Linked DNA regions of Macaca mulatta: region 2 is linked to region 1. The links are chromatin contacts, called in public Micro-C maps. All regions are on one chromosome and are shown on one strand. Each heading gives the region's core, a stretch centred on a gene start, on an enhancer-like site or on the middle of the called end of the contact. The rest is flanking DNA. Distances are from core to core; before and after follow the strand shown. Region 1 holds the start of SRFBP1 (serum response factor binding protein 1). Region 2 holds the start of LOX (lysyl oxidase).

Evidence for each region. Hi-C and Micro-C count contacts between places; a contact is called where the count stands out from the background.
Region 2: a contact with region 1 is called in a Micro-C map of CD4 T cells, with 6 times the contacts expected there. The contact joins the promoter of LOX here to the promoter of SRFBP1 in region 1. A contact is called at or near these places in 3 of 14 Hi-C or Micro-C datasets (CD4 T cells, blood and fibroblasts).

The regions. Positions count from the first base shown.
Region 1 is chr6:130,967,895-130,970,575 of T2T-MMU8v2.0, reverse strand. SRFBP1 (serum response factor binding protein 1) reads right to left here and starts at 1,308. Exons shown (of 8, transcript NM_001266668.1): 1 at 1,245-1,308. The coding sequence starts at 1,280.
Region 2 is chr6:131,077,160-131,079,840 of T2T-MMU8v2.0, reverse strand. It overlaps LOX (lysyl oxidase), which reads left to right and starts at 1,317. Exons shown (of 7, transcript XM_015140637.3): 1 at 1,317-2,294; 2 at 2,649-2,681. The coding sequence starts at 1,664.

The sequences.
Region 1 (2,681 bases), core at 59-2,558:
TCACAGGTAACCTAATGGAAAATAGCCCACCAAATGCTTTCTGGCAGAAAGCATAAGCTTAATGTATGTTTATGAGTAAATAGTAACTGCTTGCAGCTTCCCTCTTCAGCATATCTTGTACTCCACTTTCAACTGAAATCCAGACTCGTGAATCTGGCAGTAGGGAATATATTTCAGTTTTATTTCCTTCTTCATCTCACAAGTTCCCATCAGTGAAGTTACCTATCCCTATATTACCCACGGTTTCTTCTGCTACTAACCCTTTCCTGCTTATACCAGTTTCTCTGCCTGGAATGACTTCTTCCCCTTTCCTGAGTCACTGATTAAGTGATTCCTGGGGAAGATCCTTAAAGACCAAGTACAAATATTACCCACTTCATTTTCCCGCCTTGTTACTAGAAAATATGAAATATCTCTTACATTACTATGTGTACTCTAAACAGTGACCTGCTCATACACGGGATAAAGAATTTCCTTTCTGTATGTCACTGTGAGTTCCTTACTCGATCCTTACGTTTCCAGCTTACTTTAAGACTTCGGATGACATTACTTTGTTGAATAGAAGCAGAAACCAGAGGCGGGTAAGTGGTAGGAATAGTATTTTGTTGACCTTAGCACATTAGGGAAGAGACGGTGGTGAGAACAAATGTCTGATGAGAATGGACTGAAGAAGCAGAAAAAAGAATTGGGGATAGCAAGTATGAACAGTTCTTTATTGAAGTTCCGCTGTAAATCGAAGCAAAGGAGTAAGACACTAACTGGAAGAGGAAACGAAGTACTGAGCATACAGTCTCATTCAAGATCAGCAATTTCTTAGAAGCTACAGCTCTTAATTTCTCTCTTTCATTTTCGACAGGCAATAAGGAGCAGGTAATGTGTACTGAAAGTTTAAGGGTCAGGCACTTGCAAATACTTCACGTATCTCAGTTAATCTCACAACCCTGGGACGAACTATCTTGAGTTCCGCTTTACAGACGAAAATGTTGAATATCCAGGCTAAAGGGTCTTCCCAAAGTCCCATACACATAAATTCGTGGGGCCTGACACATGTCTGTCACTTTAGTCACCTAGAGACCGAAAAGGGAAATTACCGGTTGCCAAACTCCAAGTTGTGGGAAACTCCCCTGGGCCCACCACGAAAGTTCCTCCAGCCGCACCCTCTTTGCCCGCCTCCGACCACGCGTCTCAAAAGACCTGGTTTTGAGGACCCTCAATGTCAGCCCCATAGGTTCCTCGGCGCTCACCTCGTTATTGAGGTTCAGAGTTCCCGGCTGAGCCATGGTAGATTACGGAATATGATCCGCCGCTGCCTGCACGTGAACTGAGTCTCCCAGACTGCGGCTGCGTCGCCACGCCCCTCAACGGAAGCCTCTTCTGTCCACAATTCATCCGCCGTCTGCTCTAGCTGCCGCCTGGGAAAAGGAAACGTTGACGCTTGGAGGGGAAAACCGGAACTGATATAGAGCAACTTCCGGCGCAAAGGGCGACGCAACGGAATTGCGCGTTCCTATGGAAACCAGAGGCGGGCTGGTAGCGGTGGAACGTACAGGTTTTCAAGATGTGGGGGGGTGTGTGTGTATGTGTGTGTGTGTGTCCCCTTAGTACACTGTATGTGTGTGTCCCCTTAGTACACTGCGCCCGCATTGTACCGGCCTTGGTTTTTCTCTCGTAATGGCGAGGGGGGCGCTGAGCGGCTGTGAAAGAGCTCTTGTGAAATGGTCAAGCACTTGAATGAACGATTTTTTGCTTCCATTTTTTTAAATCTAGTGTTTGTGAATATGTTTTGCTTTTCTAACAAACACGCCTTTTTAAATCCTCACAGCTTTTTGTTCCAACCTCACATTATAGCTGAGGTGCGAACATTTTTTCCTGCACACTATAGAAGGGTTTAAATTTAAGGAATGAACGTTTGAAGAAAAACCAGGATACACATTTGGTACTGCCTGTGGGAATGGCTGTTTAGAAATATTAGCCGGCGGGCATAGGACACGTAAGGGAATGTGTTTGAATTAGGTAATGTATAATTGTCAACACTTTCTAGTATTGACCATTAAAATGTGTCAAATGCTGATCCAAGAGCTTTACATAAATTAGCTCAAAATCTCCACAGAAATCCAACAAGATAGATATTATTATTCTATTATAATTATTATTATTTTGTTAGAGACCTGGTCTGTCTGTCATCCAGGCTGGTGTGCAGTGGCACATTTATAGCTCACTGCAGCCTCAAACTCCTGGATGCAAGCCATCCTGTCACCTCAGCCTTCCAAATAGCTAGTACTACAGGAGTGAGCCACCCAACTCTGCTCTGAACAATTATTTTACAGATGTGTAAAGTGACTTCAGAGGCACCCAGTGCCTTGCCCAGAGTCACTTGCCTGGTACTGTCCACTGCTATAGGACTTCAAGTCCAGCTACATAATATGTGGGGTGCAGTGCAAAATGAAAATCCAGGCCCCTTCATTTAAAATACAGGAAAAACGTTTCTTCCAGCAGGGGACAGTGGCTCATGCCTGTAATCGCAGCACTTTGGGAGGCCGAGGCGGGCGGATCACCTGAGGTCGGGAATTGGAGACCAGCCTGACTAACATGGAGAAACTGAGAGGTGAAGCTAGCTGAGCTTCTGGGTCGGTTGAGGACTTGGAGAACTTTTCTGTCTAGCTAAAGGATTGTAAATGCAC
Region 2 (2,681 bases), core at 68-2,567, 110 kb before region 1:
GGAAGCCCCTCAAAGGAAAATCCAGTTGTTCTCACTAGAAAGAAAAGGGAAATGGATGTGAGGCAGTCAAATCAGCAGAGTTCCACCACATCACCAAAATGCAGTGATTAAATACGGAGAGACAGAGACTAACAGAGGTATATGAATATTGAAGTATGTCTGGACAACAGCCCAATGATGAGACCAATAAAATGGTAACCAAAATCTGGTTTTGAGTAGTAGTGTTAAATCAGACCATTTAGTAACCATTTTTTTTTTTTGTTGCGAGGTTTCTAGCACTGCCCAAACCCTGAGTGGTATATGAATAACTGGTCCATTATGTATCTCTTTCCAGTCAACATAATTTATCCCCTCCCTACCTATATTCTCTTCTGACCACTCCTACTTCCTTCTCTTTACCAAAATCTGAACTCTAAGGCTGTTTCTTCAGCAACTCCCTTGTTTAGATTGGAAGATAAATCAAACAGCAAGCGATGTTTTACTGACTTTCAGTATTTAACAGAGATGATTTAATTTTTTTTTAAACCAAAGTCAAACCTCTTTATAAATAAGATGAAGGAGAAAGATGTCTTATAAAATGCATATGTGAAGATGCCTTCTGAGTGCTTTCTCGTGCAGACTTGTTCTAGTCTTTAGTAAATCTTCCTTATAGACACTGTGGAGATGAACGATTGCTCTCCACTTCCACTCAAAGTACAAATCAGGCCGGCATTTTGAAAAAGAGACAGGTTTATTCATTGCTGCAGCGTTAGCTGGCTTTGTTCCCTGTAAAATTTCACTTTTGGTTATTAAAATATTCACTGTAGGAAATAAATTTGTAACCCATTTCTCATATTACCTACACACAGAAAAACAAAATTTGATATCCTGGGGTTTATTTGCTGAGGGCGCTTCCCATAAAAGCAAGTGAGTGTGCGTTGGGAAATGTGTCTGGTTAACTCTTCTATGGATAAACTTTAGTCACAATCCTCCCCCGCCCCCCTCTCGCCCCCAGCACCCTCCCAACCTCCCGACTTCCCGCCTCTCAAGGGCTGGTGACCTAATAGCATTTTTCTTCGTGCATATTTTGGCGTCGCCCCATGGCCTGGCTGCCTTCGCCTGTCTGAGTTTTTTGAAATTCCTGCATGTTCGCCCCAGATTAAGCCAGTGTGTCTCAGGATGTGTGTTCCGTTTTGTTCTTTCCCCTTAACGCTCCCTGTGCAACGTGTCTGGGGGGAGGAGGGCAGGGAGGGGAGAAAGGGAGGGGCAGAGGCGAGGAGCTGTCCGCCTTGCACGTTTCCAATCGCATTACGTGAACAAATAGCTGAGGGGCGGCCGGGCCAGAACGGCTTGTGTAACTTTGCAAACGTGCCAGAAAGTTTAAAATCACTCCTCCTTCCTTCACTCCAGACACTGCCCGCTCTCCGGGACTGCCGCGCCGCTCCCCGTTGCCTTCCAGGACTGAGAAAGGGGAAAGGGAAGGGTGCCACGTCCGAGAGCAGCCGTCTTGACTGGGGAAGGGTCTGAATCCCACCCTTGGCATTGCTTGGTGGAGACTGAGATACCCGTGCTCCGCTCGGCTCCTTGGTTGAAGATTTCTCCCTCCCTCACGTGATTTGAGCCCTGTTTTTATTTTCTCTGAGCCACGTCCTCCTCGAGCGGGGTCAATCTGGCAAAAGGAGTGATGCGCTTCGCCTGGACAGTGTTCCTGCTCGGGCCTTTGCAGCTCTGCGCGCTCGTGCGCTGCGCCCCGCCCGCCGCCGGCCAACAGCAGCCCCCGCGCGAGCCGCCGGCGGCTCCGGGAGCCTGGCGCCAGCAGATCCAATGGGAGAACAACGGGCAGGTGTTCAGCTTGCTGAGCCTGGGCTCACAGTACCAGCCTCAGCGCCGCCGGGACCCGGGCGCCGCCGTCCCCGGTGCCGCCAGCGCCTCCGCCCAGCAGCCCCGCACTCCGATCCTGCTGATCCGCGACAACCGCACCGCCGCGGCGCGGGCGCGGACGGCCGGCTCATCTGGAGTCACCGCCGGCCGCCCCAGGCCCACCGCCCGCCACTGGTTCCAAGCTGGCTACTCGACATCTGGAGCCCGCGAAGCTGGCGCCCCGCGCGCGGAGAACCAGACCGCGCCGGGAGATGTCCCTGAGCTCAGTAACCTGCAGCTGCCCAGCCGCGTGGACGGCATGGTGGGCGACGACCCGTACAACCCCTACAAGTACTCTGACGACAACCCTTATTACAACTACTACGATACTTATGAAAGGCCCAGACCTGGGGGCAGGTACCGGCCCGGATACGGCACTGGCTACTTCCAGTACGGTAAGTACCCCCAAGTCCGCTGGAACCACCCGTGCACCTGGTCCCCAGCTATGTGGCTTCTCGACGTGGCTGCCTGGGCGCGGCGGGCCCCGGTCCTCGCAGATCCAATCCCTCCCCCAACGCGCCTGCAGTGGCAGCCCTGGAATCTAGTGCAAACCGCGCGTCTGGCCCCTCCTGCTTCCTTTTCACATTGCTTTGCAGCCCCGGGAGTCCCCAGTTCTCTTGCTGCCCCCTGCTCCACTCTGCAGTCCCGGTGGGAGAAGGGTGAGGAGTAAGGGACCTAGAGGGGTAGGGAGTTGGAGCGGGGGGCGCCGGGTTGTTTCACTGCTGCGCCCGTCGCCTGCTGACGTTTAGGTCTCCCAGACCTGGTGGCCGACCCCTACTACA